2 separate regions of the Anas platyrhynchos genome follow, and region 2 is linked to region 1. Evidence: chromatin contacts called from public Hi-C data. All regions are on one chromosome and are shown on one strand. The core of a region is the stretch at or near the end of the contact, and the rest is flanking DNA. Distances in the headings are between cores, read along the strand shown. Region 1 overlaps NFATC2 (nuclear factor of activated T cells 2). Region 2 overlaps NFATC2 (nuclear factor of activated T cells 2).

Evidence for each region. Hi-C and Micro-C count contacts between places; a contact is called where the count stands out from the background.
Region 2: a Hi-C map of skeletal muscle shows a contact between it and region 1, with 1.7 times the contacts expected there. The contact joins two enhancer-like sites. A contact is called at or near these places in 2 of 8 Hi-C or Micro-C datasets (liver and skeletal muscle).

Annotation. Positions count from the first base shown.
Region 1 is chr21:10,696,044-10,699,588 of IASCAAS_PekinDuck_T2T, reverse strand. The region is part of intron 12 of NFATC2 (nuclear factor of activated T cells 2); the gene reads left to right. Among named protein-coding and RNA genes, the nearest start is that of NFATC2, 87 kb to the left of the region's middle. Within about 2 kb of position 1,933, at least 1 of the 8 cell types and tissues checked has an H3K27ac peak or open chromatin away from gene starts, as enhancers often do.
Region 2 is chr21:10,760,268-10,763,812 of IASCAAS_PekinDuck_T2T, reverse strand. The region is part of intron 4 of NFATC2 (nuclear factor of activated T cells 2); the gene reads left to right. Among named protein-coding and RNA genes, the nearest start is that of NFATC2, 23 kb to the left of the region's middle. Within about 2 kb of position 1,867, at least 3 of the 8 cell types and tissues checked have an H3K27ac peak or open chromatin away from gene starts, as enhancers often do.

The sequences.
Region 1 (3,545 bases), core at 684-3,183:
TCCAGCTCCTACTGGGAAGCAGCTGGGTGCTCCTCCAGAGGTGTCTGTGAAGGTCCCGGTGTTGGAGGGCTCCTGAAATCAGAGGCTCTGTGCAGCTCTCTGCATCCAGCCTGCCCAGGGGCAGCACCTTCAGCCTCTGCTTGCAGGGAAAGGGGCACGTGAGGCACAGCTTTAGTCACCCAATTCACAGATCTGCCAAAAACCCCCAAATAAGGCCCAGCATTTCTGTAGGTAAGCGGTTGCCAACCTAGGAAGTTGTCTGTATGGCTTTGAGGAGTCTCACGGTTCAAGTCCTTGGATATGAAGTAATTGTAAATGGTACAAAATGATGCTTGCAGAAGGCTGGAAACAGTGTGAACGTGAGCACTGACCTCTCAGGGCAGGTCTGGGGAGCAAACTGGCTTGGTGAAATCAGAGGACCGAGGCAAATCAGAGCAGAACTTGTAGTTATTTAATTACATTCGGGTTCGTGCATCTCTTCTCTTTAAAATCATTCCAGTTTGCCTTGTGCACAAGGAAATGCACACATGTGTTTGCTCTGAATGGGGTGCTGTCTTCTTCCTTGGAAAGCACACCAGGGTCAGGGTACTGATTACCAGCAGACAAACCCTGGGGGTAGATTTTTGGCTAGGTGGGCTGCTTGGACACCTCTCCTAAGGTCTTCCTGCAGCCTCATGTCATCAAATAGCTTCTACAGACATCTTCTTTTAAAAAACACTGTGGATTTTAATACACTTTTTCTTCCAGATATTTTTATAGGTTACTAATAAAATAAAAAGCCCACAAAATGATTGTTATGTCAGTTTTCAAAATTACTATCTATGAGGCTTTGTTTTACGCTTGATGACATTTCATAGCTCTTCCCAGCTTCCAGACTAGTGCAAGCTTCAGATCAAAATTAAGACTTACCCAAAATTCAGGCGGTTCTGCTTAATGGTCTTGGGGTAGATGTAGCTTTTAGCGCTCCTCCAGCCTATTCTGTCATGCAGAAAATCATCTCTGCTTTTCAGAAACCACTGCTGAGCGTGAGTGTCCGTGCGGGAGGGCTGGAGGGAGCCTTCCCTGCATGTGACATTCCAGCGCAGCTCTCGAGGGGCCGCGTACCCCGGCCATGCGAGCAATCTAACCCTTCATCACGGCTAGACTGTAATAGTTACAAGCATTTCAACAGACTGTGGTCAATAGAACAAGACATTCATTTCCTCCCGTGGATGCAACGAGAGATGCACGCAGTTGATGGCTGCTTTATTACAGGAAGCACGCGTTGCCACACAGCCACGCTCTGCTCGGGCTGAGCCAGGCCGAGGAGCGAGAGCAGTCAGCCAGGGCCCGGCTCTGCCCCTGCCTCTGCAGCGACGGGAGCTCCGTCACGCCGTGTGCATGGACCAAAACCTTCGAGTTTTTTTTTTTTCTTTTCGAGATGCGCACTGCCTGCAGATGCACCAGTTATCCGGGGAGTCCCTGTCCGTGGCACCTGGACAAAAATGCTCTGGCAGGCCGAGAAGTGAGAAAATGAATTTTCTTTTCTTCAGCAAACAGCGCGCGCCATCGTGCCTGGATAGATCGAATTTGTTTTGATAGCAAAACAAGTTCTATGGAAACCATTGTGAACCCTGCAGTGAGGCTGCCCAGGAGAGTTGGGGAAAGCCGCTTTTGTTTGTTGTGCTTGGCATCGTTTTGCTCTGGATGAAGATGCTTTAATTTTGTGGGGAGACCCAAGAGAGCATTCCTCTTTTTCCATACCAGAAAGCCTTCCAAGCTGGCATAAACGTCCCCTCTTTCCAGCTGCTCCTTTCCAAACACACTGTGCCTCCTAAAGATAGTCTTTACAGTGGCTGGGGCTGGTGGAAAACATGAAGCCTGCATGGATTAGCAGAGGAATTCATTTGGGCTGACGAATTGGGTTTCCCTCTATAAACAGCACTAGTGTTTTCATCTTCTGGACAGCACAGCAAACTTCACGTCCCCTCGCTCCTCGGCCCGCCTCTCCCGCGCTCTGCATGCATCCAGGCCGGCCTCGGTGCGAGACACACAAAGTCCTGCTTATGGGGGAAGGCACAGAGCACACGGCCAGCGAGGCGCTCTCGGCTGTCCCCCTTCTCAGAGAGGTTTTTTTTTCCAGCCCTTTAAAGCGATGCTGAGGTTATTTGGTTTTCTCGGTTTATTTTTGTTTCCAGGTAAAAGGGAAATTAAAGTAATCCCTTCTCCTCTGGGTTAGCGACCTTCCAAGCAGCCCACACTATATATTTATGCATTTACTGTTCAGCTTTGTTTATCTTCTGCTATGATGTGCTTATCTGCAGGAGGCAGGGATTCTCTGAAGAGGGTTGTGTCTGCTCCTTTTCCCCCGGGACTTAGGGCACGCAGAGGCTGGGCTGCAGGGGCACGGCACTGCCTGCCGGGCTGCCCTACCCCTGCCAGGGACACACAGGTACTGCTTCTCCAGCCATGTGGAAAACAAAGTTTGCTCTTTTCCCAGCATTTCTCATGTTAGTTTGTGGGATAGAGCTGAGTGTCCACCTAGCACGCCTCTGAATGCCTCTCCTGCAACAAAGGCACTTGTACAGTTTATGCTTTCTCTCGGAGCTTACTTGGTAAATCTCATCATCGGGGTTTTTAATCACCCAGCATTGTTTGCATCGTGGCTTGGGAGGGAGGGGAAAGTCGTGGAAGGGCCGATGATGCGATCAGGCTACGTTTAGCAGGGGTTGTGTTTACCTGATCAGTGCTGGATGATTTTGTCCATGTCACTGAGTGACTTAGTATGGAATAGAGCTGTGTGGCTAAAAACTGAGTACTTGGGGTTCAGCTATCAAAGGGAAGAGTTATTTCAGTGATAAAGCCTTATCCCTTAACTTTACTTAATCCCTGCATTCTCACATGTGTAACCCACACCCCATTCTAAGCTCATTCCTTGGGAGACTCTGCACACTCTCCTGCCCTTTCAAGGCACTCTGGATCCATTTGTTCTCTGGCTGTAGCAGGAGGTGTCTGCTCTGGGGTCAGGGGAAAATGAGGACATTATTGTGGGCTCAGGAGAGAGCAGGAAACTGTACTGGGCATGGGAGAAGTACTGGAAGGGACGTGTGCTGGGTGAATTCATCACCCACATTCATGTATAACCTGTCCTGCTGCTGATTCATGGCATTTTTACAGATAACATAGATTATACTCATAACAGTATGGAATTTAAGAAGAAAAAAAAAAGAAAGCAGAAAACCTGCAAGCAATGCCACAGTGTTTGAAGGTTTATCAATCTGCAGTGCATTTGTTATGCTGCATTTTGTGGTGTAGGCATTGGGATACTTTCACAAAAAGCAGAAGCTGTTGGTGTCAAGATGCAGTTGGCTGCAACCAAAATACTTTCTCTGCCACGTCATTTGCTGTAGACACCTACTATGTAGGTCCTGACCACCTCGCTCTCCTCTGGTGTGGTTATGGTGGAGCCGAGCACCATTCCCTTTGGGGTAATGAAGAGGCTGCCCCCAGGACCCCAGGAGAGGAAGGTGCTGGCTGGGACATGGACTTTCCTGCAGAGCTGCTTT
Region 2 (3,545 bases), core at 618-3,117, 64 kb before region 1:
AAAATTAGGACTGTCTTACTTATGCAAATAAGTAACTCCATTTAAATTACAGCAAATGGGTGTGAGATCGAAACCAAGCTTCTCCCCTGCGTTCCCTTGGCTGCCTTGTCCCGCACACGGCTATCTTTAGCTTTTCTTAGATGATGATTTGTATGAACCCATTGTGGAATGCAGTTGCTCTGGTGATCTGTTATTCCCTAATTTCATGCTAATTGGCAAGGTCACATTTGGCTGACTGAATGGCTTTGAAGTTGCTGCCTTGTTTAACAAACAGCACAGGGTGGGCCGCTGCAAACCCATGTGTGCACGCACTGGTGTGCGTCAGGCCAGACTGGGGAAATCTCCTGGGCCCAGCAGGCCTCAGTACAGGTTTTCCTCTTTCAGAGGTGTGTGAAAAGTTAAATCCTTTGAAACTTAAATCCATTGATCTTTTTCACCTGTGTTTTAGCTCTTCGTGGTAATTGCTTCCAATGTGAGCACCTGGGGAGGTGGCCCAGCCACCAGATGGTTAGTTGAGCTGCCTGCAGCATTCGTGTATCTATAGGAGCTGGTGTGCTGTTTATTTGTAACATGGTAGTGTACAGAGTTCTGCTTCCATTTCCTATTGTGAGAAGAGGAAAGATCATCTTGTGAACTTTTAACTGAATAAAGACTGAGGAACAAAGCGGGAAATAAAGAGCTGTCAGCTTGGATGCGATCCCTCCCGCAGGGCTTGGAGGTAGGCCTTTGCTAGCCGTGAGGCTTGGGTACCAGGGGGGAGTGGTGAAGTCAGTCTGCTGACAGTCTGCACTGACGCTGACTGAGGATGTGGGGAGGCACCGGTGCTGTTTGGATGTGAAGTTCTCTTTCTTTTAACTCCCTTTCAAGCGAGAAGGATATTTTGTTAGTGAATCAGAGGATGAGTCAGCAGTGAAAGCTAAGGCTGAGAGACTGAGCAATGCCCAAGTGAAGGGAGGTGGGGAAGCCCTGTGGTGACAGGGGCAGAAAGAGGGGTGTCAGGGGAGCTGTGTTGCTCTGGGTCGCTCCCTGAGATGTCTGTCCTGCTGTGGTCAGAAAAAGCAGTTGAGAGGGCAGTCCTTCACAAGAAGAGCTCTGTCTGTGTGCTGGGATGCAGGAATAGATGAATCCTTGAAGGTGGCACAACACTGGGAGCAAAGCTGTGCTGCCAGGAGTTCCACACAGGTTGCAAAGATACTTCAGTTCTTGTAGAACACATGTGCTAGGTCTGTTGATCATAATGGTCTCATTGTATGGGGATGCAATGGCCCCTCGCCTCCTCAGGGTGCCCTCTCTGCAGGGGGCTCTCCTCTACTCCTGCCACCCCAACCAAGCTCATGGGGGCAGCTTTTCCTCCCCATGTTGAGGAGAAGCACCCATGGGATATGCTGCCATCCATGGGGCCACGCGTGGGGCTGCTCCACATTCAGGCTGGTGCCTGTGAATGCAGAGGGAAAGCAGGAGGGGAACAACCTTTCCCTGACCCCTGCCTCCTGTCTCCTGATGTTGTTTGGGAAAACAAACTCCCGTGGCGCTTGCATGGAGAAGTGGGATGTTGGCTTGCGTCCTCCCCTTCCCTGAGTGGATCCTGGGCACATCAGCAGCGAGCTGAGCAGCCAGTCCTGCTCCTGCTGAAGCATGAGCCAAAACTGCTGCTGCTGTCAGTGGAAGAGCCATTTATTTCAGGAACGCAGCACTCGCTGCTTCACCCAAGTGCCCCTTCTCCCTCCCCCGTGAAGTCAGAGTGTTGCCCCGTAGCATCACAGGCGTTTCTGCAGCAACAGACTGTGACGCCACAGGCGTGGGCAACAGCGCCTGGGACAGTGATTTCATTGTAGCTCTGAAGCTACGCAGGCTCGGGAGATCTCCCAAAAAAACCCTCAATCCCCAGGTCCTGCCGAAGCCAGGCCGATGCGTCAGGGCCCGGCAGTGTCTCCAGACCGCATGGAGCCGCCCCCACCCCGAGCCCAGGGGCTCCCTGACCTGACGCGGGCCGAGCCGCACTCGTCTGCAGCGCTGCCCACGTCTCAGCACTGCTGCCCGCTTTATCGATAATTCAACGTGTGTGTGTGTTTAGTGGGGGGGAAGCTAAATATTTTTGTTCTGAGGAAGGCTGTGGGTGTTGTCTGCTTGGCAAAGGGTGCCTGCCTGGCTCGCTCCCGGCTAGCGAGGGGTGAGCAATCCCGGCTTGCGTGGCCTGTGAAGCGCTTTGGAGTGCTCTGGGAAGAATGCTGCATGAAGGCACGGTCGTGTTGCAGCTTGCTGTTGTGCCGAAATATTGTCATTAATATCTGGAGCACGGATCCGCTTGGAGGGTGGATAGCCAGGATGAAAGTGCTTGTATTGAAAGTGCTTAATAACACAGTATTTCAGGGAAAAGGAAAGAAAAATAATATAAATAATTGAAAGCCTGTTTTTAATGAGCAAAATGCGGGGCATATGTGTTTGTTATTCACAAAACCTTAAAAATTACACATGCACATATAAATATCTTGTTGCTGTCCCCCTGTCCCCTCAACACAAATCTGAACATGCTGGCTTCATTGCGTGACATATGTTGTGAGGAGCTGTTATTCTTTCCCTCTTGTATGTGTACCTGGCCGCTAATGGCACAGATAGTAGGGTTTAACGTGTGCGGTGGGGGCAGCTATTACAGCAGTCTGTTGAATGGGGAACTGAAACAGCCGCCTGTTCCTTGATGTGAAGCTGTTCAGCCTGGAGAGCTTTTATGCGATTACTGATCGCTGTGTGAATCCTGTCTCGACTCTTGATGTCAATCTTTGCTCTGTTTGGTGCTGATTTTGCTCGCTTGCATCAATTTGAATCTGAATGATTCTTCTGAAAGCAGTGGGAGTGATGTTTTGTGCGACTGCGAGGAGGCGTGTTGCTCTGTTGAGCCCTAAGGAGGGATGAGTTTAATTCACAGTGAATCATAGCACCAATATCTAGGCATGATGTGACAGAATTTGAGTGATGTGAGTGGCACGTGAATTCCTGTGAATGCCAAAGCTCTGATATCTGAGATAATGGTGCTAAAAAATGTTCAGCTCAAAATTCAGTTACTCGTTGCTGTTTTCCCTATTCCCCAAGCAGCTATGTGCTGGGATTAAAAGCCAGAGGGAACCTTAAGGACTCTGCAAGCTGGACTCTTCCAGTGTCTCTGATCCTATCACGTAGAAATTCTGTGTGTTGGTTTGTTTGGTTGGCAGGCTGGTGTTGTCCAATAAACACTAAAGTTCAGCATTTCCTGCTAATTTTTTCTTTAAGTGGAGTTTTCTCCAGGTTTTGCAAAACTTTCAGCACAAAAAGTAGTAGTAGCAGTCCACGCTGAGACTCTGTCTTCATTTACACAATCTTAAAGCTGAGTTAATTTTAAGAAAAAATCCCTAATGGAGCTAATGACTAGGGAAATGCTGCCACTTTGGAGGAGAAAAACAGGTTCATAATCAAAAAGTAAAGATGGCTTTGAACATTTCACTACAGACCAATCTGTGGTGGATTTTGCTTTCACATTGAGGGATTTAAAACTGAAAGATACCAGAAAACCC